3 separate regions of the Mus musculus genome follow, and regions 1 and 2 are each linked to region 3. The links are chromatin contacts, called in public HiChIP or PLAC-seq and promoter capture Hi-C maps. All regions are on one chromosome and are shown on one strand. The core of a region is the stretch at or near the end of the contact, and the rest is flanking DNA. Distances in the headings are between cores, read along the strand shown.

Region 1 (3,280 bases), core at 773-3,272, 810 kb after region 3:
CCATCCAGGGCTCACTAGCACCCCCCCCCCCCCCCAGTTGCTAACCTACGGCTGAGAGGACGGAGCTGGACGGAGTCTCGAGACAGCAGCCCAGAATGCTGAAGGTCATTCTTGGGTGGGGGAGCAAGCTGGTCTCAAGAGCAGGGGTACAGTTGGAAGTTTAAGTTAACTTTCATGAGCAGCCTTTGAAGCAGGATTCCTACTTTGCAATGGTTTCCAAGAGCTAGCTAGGGAGAGAGGGAAAGTGGAACCACCCAACTTCAAGTCCCTTAGCTGGAGTGAGGTGGCAAGTTCAGATACCAATGAGTCCTTGGATACCAAGCCCCAGTGAGGACCACAGTGCTGGCAGTGGGACAAGCCCATGTGCCGATGGAAGACTTGCAGTGGTCCAGGGTACCTACCAGCCTCTAGGAGTCACCTTGCACTGATGGCTCAGGGGGCCAGGGGCCAAGGACTTCACCCCATCTCATTCTGGGGCTCCCGTGCTAGGGTGGAAAGCTGTCTTAGGTCCCAAACCTCTGACCACAACTCTGCTACTGCCTGAGGTAGACCTGTGTCCACCTTAGATTGGGTGGGATTTATACCTTCAGAGAGCCATCTGCATCCCACATGGCCCAGTGCTAGGCGGCTCCTGCAAAAGATGGGGTGGAGGATCCTGATCCACACCCCCCATCTTCCACCTGACCTACAAGAGCAGCTTAATGTTTCCATATAAAGGAGCCACAGGGCTTAAGGTACTTCAACTTCATGTCAAAGTCACTATATAATCTGGAGCCAAAAACCCCGCCCCTCCCATTTACACGAAATGGCACCCCTACCTCTGCCAAGTAGTGGCAACAGAGGATACTGAGAGAACCCCAAAGGAGGCCCCCTCAAAGGGGACAGGGGCTTTCCTGGTCTCCAAGGTAGCCAGCTAACCCAGGCACACTGGGGTAACCAGGCCCAAAGAAGATGCAAAGTGAGTGCTGAGCTGGGGCTCGGAGGGGAGGAAACAACACACAGACAAAAACCCAGAAAGAGTGACAAATACCAACTCAGAAACAGAGACACTGAGGAAGGCACAGAAACCTAGACAGAAAAACAAGAGGTCACCGTGGCATGGTCCAGGAGACAGACCCAAGGGGGCTGGGGTAGTGCAGGACTGACTCAGAGGAACAAGAGACCTAGAGAGAGAGCAAAGACCCAGAGATGGAAACAGAGTCACAGTGGCGGAGAGCTGGGAGACAGAGACCCAGAGAAAGAGACAGACGAGACCAACTGAGAAACAAGAGACCCAGAGAGAGGGACAGACACACACACACACACACACACACACACACACACACACACACACACAGAAACAGAGTCACAGTGGCGGAGAGCTGGGAGACAGAGACCCAGAGAAAGAGACAGACGAGACCAACTGAGAAACAAGAGACCCAGAGAGAGGGACAGACACACACACACACACACACACACACACACACACACACACACACACAGAAACAGAGTCACAGTGGCCGTGAACTGGAACTCAGAAATCCAGAGAAAAAGACAGAGACCAACCAGAGAAACAGGGACCTAGAAAAAAGGGTAGAGACACACAGAGAAAAAGAGACAAAGACCAGGCAGGGGTGGTGAGGCAGGCAAGACCCAGAAAGGTCAGCAAAGGCTGAATAAGAATGAAAAGAGAAATGAAGATCATATCTTATGAAATGCAGATGGATGGGGAGAGTGAGGAGCTGCCTTTCAAAGGGAGAATGGGGTAGTGAGAAAATGTATGAAGTCGGAATTGACCAGAGATACAAACCAAGAAGTGGGGTGCTAGAGTGGGAAGACTTCTGGATAGAACATCAGGGAAGGTGTTGGGGGAAGAGGGAAGGTGAGGCAGGCTGGCTCATATCTGCACTTACCTGGGGGGGGCCGCCCACCCCCATTCCCTGCACTGGGGGTTCCTCTGCTCAGGCTGGAGAGGGGCCTCTGTGGGTGCTAATGTGTTCAGGTCTGTCCTCGGCCCCTGGGGCCTGAGCCTGAGCCGGGGCACCCAACCTCTGAGCTCCAGCGGATCAGGGCCTGAACAGAGGGGGGTGGGGGTGGGGGTGGAGCCGGCTCAGCACTGCAGAGGGGGAGCCAGGGAGGCTGGCCAGGCAGGGCACTGGGCTGCGGCCCAGGCAGACTAGAGAGGACAGTGCAGATAATGGGTGGGAGGCAGGGAGGGACAGGAGAGATCAGGAACATGGGAAATAGAGGCATCTGAAGGGCACGGATGGCTTAGGGAACTCAGCAGGAAATACTGAGTAAGTGATAAAGGGGAGGAAGTGTGGGTTCTCAGCTCCCCTAGGATGATGCCTTACTGAGCCAGGGGTCCAGAAAGAAACAGAGTTACTCATTCGGAGCCAGACAACATGGGAAAGCCCAGAGGGTGAGAGTCGCATGGGTGAAGGGCTGCAGGGGACAGCTCTATACCAAACCCCTCCCTACCACCATTAGGTTTCTCACAGCAAAGAAGCTCAGAGGACTTGTAGCTTGGTGTCTGGGGCCTTATTGTGGTCCTTTATTACAGCAGAAGCCCCAGACCCTCCTCCAGTACAGTAGTGGTCAGCACAGGAGGGCACCCCAGATGGCTCCCTACTTGGATCTCAACCAAATCTAACTGGCCAGAAGGCAGAGAGAGAATTAAATTCCACTGGAGTGACACAGACCCAGACTTGGCCCAGCTATGGCAAAACCCTTAAAGTTCCTGAAGTTGATCAACAGCCAGAATTAGGTCCCTGGTCAGAGGTCCTTGGGGTCAAGCCAGGAGTCAACACTGACAAAAATCTCATCCTGAGGCCGTATCTGGGACAGGCAAGGATCTTTGCCTGCACCTAGTCTTTGGTGTAAGGCAGGGCCAAGGGTCAATCCAAATCCTTAGAGATACCAGGTCAGTAGAGTCCGTTCCTTCTGTTCCACGTAGGCCAGTTGAACAAGTCTTCCTTCCTGAGGTGCAGTCTACAGGCCTAATGATCCTTGCCAAGTTAACCGATCCAGTTCCCATGTGGAGCCAAGTCTTGAGGCCAAGTGTTGGCCACCTCAAACACTGATGGTGCGGAAGACGGTGAAGCCTGACAGGGCGGTGCTGATCAGGACCCCCGGGCACTGTGGGTGCCAGTGTAGCTCCTTCAGGTCAGTCTCACCTTGGTGCACGAACAGCAACTGCTGGGGGAGTGCCGCCAGCCCAGGGTCTGTCTCTGTCTCCCCCGACTCTGGGTCCCGTTCAACTGCCAGGTCCCATTGTGTGATCTGGTTGTCAGCACCTGAG
Region 2 (3,344 bases), core at 797-3,296, 680 kb after region 3:
AGAATGAGATCAAGTTCTGTCTAACTTACACAGTGAGAATCTGCCAAAAGGAAAAGTTACAGGAGGTCTGGTGATGTACCTACTCTGTAGACTGCTAATCTAGAATTTCCTGGTCAGGCCCTGGGGATCTGGCTTGGCAGTGGAGCACATGCCTAGAATCCCCCAGTGAGGGGTGGGGGCGTGGCTCAGCTATAGATTGTTTGCCTGGCATATGTAAAGCCTTGGGTTCATCCTCAATGGTGGGGGAAACCAAACAACACCTTAACCACACAAGCTAAGCTGGGCGTGGTGGCGCACGCCTTTGATCCCAGCACTCGGGAGGCAGAGGCAGGCGGATTTCTGAGTTCGAGGCCAGCCTGGTCTACAAAGTGAGCTCCAGGACAGCCAGGGCTATACAGAGAAACCCTGTCTCGAAAAACCAAAAAAAAAAAAAAAAAAAACACACAAGCTAAGACCTCATCAAATAAAGCCCACTCCTGAGTTCCAGGGGATGTCTTGTTTTAGGAGCAGAGTGGACACTAGTCAGTCCCCTACAGAAGGTGCTGCTCCTTCTGACCCCTAACTCTACCTGTGGAACAGGACTGATGCTGACCCCACATGCTGAGCAGCTTCGGGGCTGAGAGAAGCCCACATAGCGGGATCTCTCTGTCAGTGCCCTGTGCTTCCTCCCTCTTCCCTGCTGCTCCCTGTACTCCTTTCTTGTGCTGCCTTGCTTTTGGAGACATGATGGTTTCCAACATGAGCTTCTCCAACTCACCACATCTGCCTGCCTGCCTCCCTCTGTCCTCGGTGCTCTCCTCAAGTCATTTGGTCTGTGACTAGGCCCTCTCCTCTGCCTGGGCTTCTGTCCTTCTGTCTTGCTCTGTGCATGAGCAACTCTGTATATGGGGCCCCTTCTGTGAGGCTCCAGGTCTCCTTCTCTGTTCTTTTATACTTGGTGTTTGTGTATCTTTGGGTCTCTGTCTGCCCTCCATTTCCTGCCTAAATGATCTTTCTCTCTCTATTCTGTGCCTTGGTATCTCCCGATGTGTCTCTGTATCTGCATTTATTCCACTCCGTCTTCATCCTTCTTGCTGGCCCACCTGGCTCCTCTAATCCCATGGGTGGGTCTCCTTGTGTCTATCTCTACTGTATTTCTTGGTGGTTGCCTCTCTCCACCTCTCTGTCCTTCTGTGACTTATTCATTCTTTTTTTTTTTTTTTTTCCTGTGAGCTGTTAGTTGTTTTGTTCAGACAAGGTCTTACTGTGTAGCACAGGATGGCTTCCAATCAGCCTCCTGCATGCAGGGATGGGAAGTGAGAACCACCATGCTCCCTCTATGTAGTTATGCCTTTGTCTCTTTTTCTATGACCCGACATCATGCTTTTTAGTCTCTATCTCTCTTTCCTTTCTGCATAGCATCTTGCTCGCTTGTCTCTAAGCACTCTCTCTGTGTCTCTGTGACTCTGTAATGTGTCTCTTTATTTGTCTCTCCTTCTTGCCCAGCCCTGACCATAAAGTCTCCCTGTGTCTATTTCTGTCTTTCCCTGCCACTTGACATCTTGCTCCCCCTGGTCCCCTTTCAGGGCACCTTGTCCCTCCTTCCCAGCATCAGCTCACCTCCAGCCTTCTCACCCTCCAGTCCCGCAAGCCTCTGCCTCCCCGTCCTGACCAGCTGGTTTTCTGCACGCCAGGCCCCTAGCGCCCGGTCCTTTCTAGCCTTGGCACCTGGAGCTGGGGGCCTCGGGCTCCGTCGGCTACACTGCACCTCCCTTTCCAGGGCTGGGCCCAGGGGTGCGGCCCTTTCTACTGCGGAGACCCCCCAACCAAACATCAAACCAGTGGGAGCAAGTGGGTGGGGAAGAGGGAAGCAGGACCAGAGGTGATGGAAGAGGGGGTGGGGAAGAAGACGAGAGGAGGTGGAGATGGAAAGAGGGAGAGGCAGCGCAGGGTGAGGGAGGAGGTGAGATAGAAGGAAGAAGGGAAGGCAGAGTCGAATAGGGAGGAGGAAGAGGACAGAGGGAAGAAGAGAAGGCAGGGTGAGGGAGGAGGCGGAGGGAGAGGAGCGCACGCGGCGAGTGCGCGGCCGGGTTCGCTGGTTGAGAGCGAAGAAGGGGTGTGCATTGGCACCGAGAGGGACCCGGGGCCGGCGAGGGCGATCGCAGCTTCGGGAGGTAGAGCGAGTGCAGGGAGCGGGCCCAGGCGGGCGGAGGAGTGAGCGTCAAACGGGCTCTGGGGTACACGGTCCCAGCCCCTGTATCCCGGGAGCTGGGGCTCCCGTTCTGGTGACAGCCAGGCTGGAAGTCCCAAGAGGAGGGGAGGGAAGAGCTAGGGGGTCGGGCGCTGGGAAAGGGTCGCTCCGAGGCCTCTTGGATGGGGGGTGCCGCTCGCCTGAGCGCCCCTCAAGCGCTGGTACTCTGGGCCGCACTGGGAGCGGCAGGTAAGACCTGGGGGTCCTGGCAGCATCCTCTGAGGGAGGGACAGGGTGGGGTGCCTAGGAGAGGGATGCAGCTGCTCTCTTCCCAGCTCACATCGGACCTGCACCTGATCCCGAGGACTGGTGGAGCTACAAGGAGAATCTCCAGGGAAACTTCGTGCCAGGTGCAAACAGGGTGGAGACCCAGAGCCCGACCCCATATCCCTAGGCGCCGTTTTTCCTAGGCTCAGGAGTCTGGGTCCTCGATCTTCTCATCTTCCATAGGACCAAAGCTCCCAGCCCCTGCCTTCTTCCCTCAGGAGTGGGGCCCAGCCTCTGAACCTCAGCGGCTCACCATGGGACATTATACATGCGCATTTCAAGTAGTGAGTGGGAGTGAGTGCAAGGAAAGTGTGGGGGTGGAGAAATGTGTGTGTTTGCAGCCATAGACAGGTCCTATTCCTGCTGGAAGGCACACACTCGGTAGCTCGGGTCCCTGTCCCGCCCCCTCGCCCGGGGCTTCGAAGTCCTCTTTTATAACTCTTCTCCCCTAATATTCTTATCCAGCTGTGGGACCTGGGAGACTAAAAGAACTACAACTCCCATGGGGCTACGGGGCAGGCCGGAGATTGATGAGTTGTTTTCACCCCTGAGGCTTACTGGGAGTTGTAGTTCTGTTTTCACATAGCCCTTTTAAAGATGGGAACAAGGCTTGGAGCAGTTATGAGCTCCTAGGAAGGGATTCCAAAATTCTTCGAGGAATCAGGATTCTGGCTCTCATGTTCTTTCTCTCTTAGACCCAAAGCTCCTGATTTCCTCCCTCGTTTTCTTCCTTCAGCTGGGGTTATCCCTGCCCCAATCCACACAGCAGGTCCTGCCTGGAATCCAGCCTATTTCTGTTCCCATAGGGCCTCCCTTCTGGGGCCTGGTGAACGCTGCCTGGAGCCTG
Region 3 (3,301 bases), core at 489-2,988:
CAGCTGGGTTTCCGAAAGGCCGGCAGCACCGGAGGCGACTCCGTTTCCCAGAAATCAATGCGTCACATGGAGGTGGAGTGCGCGCGCTGGATGCCGGGAGATGTAGTCCGTGTGAAGACTCCGTCACGCGGGGGACAGTGTACGGGGTGAGAGGTGAAGTGGGCGGGGCTGCTGGAGCGCGCGGTACGACCCCCCTCAGTGTCCTGCGTGCGCGGGGAAAAAGGCGGCGGATCAGGAAGTGATGTAAAAAAGGCGCTCCGTTGTTGAGATCCATGGGAATTGTAGTTCAATTAAGATGGACGCTACCCCGCCCATGGTCGTCCTTTCTGAATATGAAACCCTTCTAATTTTTTTCTCCTATAAATCCTAAGAAGATTTTTTTGAGACGCTGTCTTATGTATCTCAGACGGGCTTGGAACTTGCTGCTGTCTTTCTGCTTCTGTTTCCCCAGTGCTGGGACTCGTCAGTTATCATGCCCAGCTTCTAAAATTATTTATTGGGGGGGGGGAACTAGAGATTGAATTTAAATGCTCATACATGGTAGACAAACGTTCTATGTTATCACTAAACTATATCTATAGTCCTCTTTTCGTTTGTTTGTTTTGAGATAAGTTCATTCTAAGATGTCCAGAATAGGCTTTAACTTAAAATAATCTCCATTAAATTCAGAACTCAGGAGTCAAACCAGAGCTCCTTTACTCAGGACAGGAAAATCCAAACTCTGAGTCTTCTGGTTCAGAGCAGATGAGTGAAGACTCATTTCCCTCTTCCTTGGGACTCTGGAATTTCAATCCTCTTCCCTTTCAGGACGTCAATACCATATCTTACATAAATGTAAGTGCTAAATTCTTCCACAACCCTCCCGGAGCACTCATGCCCTCGAACTCAGAATTCTGGGTCCCCAGACTCTCCATCCTTTGGCCCCATGAGTCCAGACTCCCAGCTTTCCCAGTAGTAGTAAGGAGCCCCTCCCGACCCCCTGGACCGGAGTCGGACCGGAGAAATCTAAGTCTCTAACTCAATACTCTCGTAGGAACCAGTGTCTGAGCTATCAACCGCATCCTTCCAAAGCCCAGAAATCCTGGCTGTCGGCCCTTCTAGACCCGGACTTCCCGACTAGGATGAACTGGCTCATGGATTAGGAATGTGGTGATCTCACAGCCCGTCCTGCCCAGTTACCCTGCTGTCCCCCTCCAGGGCCCCAGCTCCCCTCCCAGTCTATCTTCCGTTTGGCTGGGACAGCGGGAACCGGAAGCCTAAGTCCATAGACAGGCCGAGACGCCAGCCTCTAGAACGAAGCTGGGGCAGAGAACTTGGCGACAATCCCAGGGAGGAGGCGGAGATTAATTTTGAGACCTGTGCTGTCCTAAGATCTCCCTATATACGGCCCTGAGAAGGAGCCCCAAGCCACACCTACCAGAAACAGTGGTCCTTAGATAATAACTACCGCAACATTTAATTTGCATATCCCCGCCCCGAAGAAAACTTTTTCGCCCAAAGATGGGGTTTATTAGCATAGCTCCTCCCAAAGGCGGACTGCAGGAGGAGAGCTCGTGGCTGTGCTTAGGGTGGACACAGGGTCATTAGCATATCCCCACCCCTCTTGGAATTCCCCGTTTTTGCAACCTTGTTTCCCCTACCCTTATTAGTCTAGCTCCTCCCTCACTCTGGCCTCGCCTCCTCCAGAAGCATCCGGAGACTCGTGTCCTCTGGCCAAAGCTCATGTTTATGCAGTATTATTAGCATAACCCACCCCTTGGTCTCTCCTGACTCCCCCTAGGCGGTAGCGGCGGCAGCAGCAGCGGTGGCGACATGAGCAGCGGGGCGGCGTCCGGGACTGGGCGGGGGCGGCCCCGGGGCGGGGGGCCGGGACCCAGGGACCCCCCGCCCGGCGAGACTCACAAGCTGGTGGTCGTAGGCGGCGGCGGCGTGGGCAAGAGCGCGCTGACCATCCAGTTCATCCAGGTAGTGGGCCCTCACCGGGGAGGGTTTCCCCGAGATCGAGACTTTGAGCCCTTTGGGTTCCCTGAAACTTTCGCTTCTCCCAGAACCATCATTAAGACCCTCCTAAGAGGATCTCTAACCCTCTGATTGCGACTCCAAATGCCCAGGGCCTCCACCCCCTTCATGAGGGGAAGCTTTCTCCTAATATGTCCTGGGACAAATCACCCTCCTAGAGGTACCTGAGAGCCCTCATCCTAGTCTGTCTAGCCCCGCTCACCAACTGGGAGTACCCTAAATTCCAAACAGTTGCTCCATTCAGACCCCAAGCACTCCCCGAGGCTCTAATCTCCTGATCATTGCCCAGACTTTGATTCTAAGACTCAGCTGGGACCACTCTGTCCTAAAACAGGCACCCTGTAACCCCTGCTTGAAGAGGATTTCCCTTCAGACCTGAGATTTCAGAAAGATCCTGCTACATGACCATCCTGGGAAAACACCAATATCTGGCATACCCCATTCTGCTAAATGCAGCCCCCCATCCTACCCCCAAGGAAAACCAACCATTTCTCCATCCTAAGTTCCCCACTCAAACTCCTTACCCTCAACCCTGAAAACTCTAAGTAGCTCCCATGTCATCTCCAGATTTAAAAAGAAAAGCATAGAACTCAGGTTTTTCACAGCCTCCAGAGACCTGTTACTTGGAAGGTTCTAGGTCCCATAAATAGACCTCTCCTACATCAGGAACCAACCCTCCAGGCTGTTCTCACCCTTGGGCATCTATTTACTTTGGGGTCCTAATCATCCCCCCACACACACCAAACCTCATCCTCTCCATTCCTTGCACCCCTTTTAGCCTCAGCCCTTAGCAAGCACTCTAGAGAGGAAGCCACCTTCAGCCTCAGCAGCCAAGTTCAGAAAATCCAGCCCAGCCCCGGAAACCTCCACCCAGTTCCCACGGGGAGCCTCCCCACATCAGGGCAACACTAGGAAAGTGAGGGCCCACTTGCTGTTGTAGAAGTTCCTGGGTGATGGACATTCACAGACTAGGAGCCTCCGGCAATGCCGTTGAGAAACCTACAGTGGGAAGAAAGAGTCCAAATTTGAGCCCCTAGCACCAAGGGCCAAACCTGGAGATGGCCAGAGGCCTGGTTGGAAGTAGCAGGACACAGTCAGGAAGGGAGAGGCGGGGATAAGGGTGGGGCTGCCTCTCTGAAGCAGGATTGGAACCTAGACCTTCCCAGGGGAGGAGACACTGGAGGCTGCTTATGGAGGAGGGAGCAAGAGGAGGGAAGGAATGGGGGGAGGGGGGGAGAGGAAGGGAAGAGAGAGACAGCAAGATCGGCAGCTACTTTGCTCA

The links. HiChIP or PLAC-seq counts read pairs in DNA pulled down with a chosen protein or histone mark. Capture Hi-C pulls out chosen DNA fragments and counts their contacts.
Region 1: a contact with region 3 is called in an H3K27ac HiChIP or PLAC-seq map of thymic regulatory T cells, with 5 times the contacts expected there. The contact joins the promoter of Kcnj14 here to the promoter of Rras in region 3. A contact is called at or near these places in 4 of 39 promoter capture datasets (hippocampal neurons, liver and pre-B cells), 7 of 115 datasets of contacts at active chromatin or transcription factors (astrocytes, bone marrow-derived macrophages, embryonic forebrain and 3 more) and 3 of 9 other capture datasets (adipose tissue, liver and pancreatic islet).
Region 2: a promoter capture Hi-C map of adipose tissue shows a contact between it and region 3, with 4 times the contacts expected there. The contact joins the promoter of Car11 here to the promoter of Rras in region 3. A contact is called at or near these places in 10 of 39 promoter capture datasets (the 3T3-L1 cell line, 3T3-L1-derived adipocytes, cranial neural crest and 6 more), 7 of 484 Hi-C or Micro-C datasets (CD4 T cells, cardiomyocytes, cerebral cortex and 3 more), 7 of 115 datasets of contacts at active chromatin or transcription factors (bone marrow-derived macrophages, embryonic hindbrain, heart atrium and 4 more) and 2 of 9 other capture datasets (adipose tissue and macrophages).

The regions. Positions count from the first base shown.
Region 1 is chr7:45,822,725-45,826,004 of GRCm38.p6, forward strand. Kcnj14 (potassium inwardly-rectifying channel, subfamily J, member 14) reads right to left here and starts at 2,023. Exons shown (of 3, transcript NM_145963.2): 1 at 1,893-2,023. It overlaps Grwd1 (glutamate-rich WD repeat containing 1), which reads right to left. Exons shown (of 7, transcript NM_153419.2): 7 at 2,499-3,280. The coding sequence ends at 3,052.
Region 2 is chr7:45,697,921-45,701,264 of GRCm38.p6, forward strand. Car11 (carbonic anhydrase 11) reads left to right here and starts at 2,047. Exons shown (of 9, transcript NM_009800.4): 1 at 2,047-2,419; 2 at 2,506-2,580; 3 at 3,304-3,344. The coding sequence starts at 2,353.
Region 3 is chr7:45,016,204-45,019,504 of GRCm38.p6, forward strand. Rras (related RAS viral (r-ras) oncogene) reads left to right here and starts at 1,739. Exons shown (of 6, transcript NM_009101.3): 1 at 1,739-1,965. The coding sequence starts at 1,813. It overlaps Scaf1 (SR-related CTD-associated factor 1), which reads right to left and starts at 46. Exons shown (of 11, transcript NM_001008422.1): 1 at 1-46.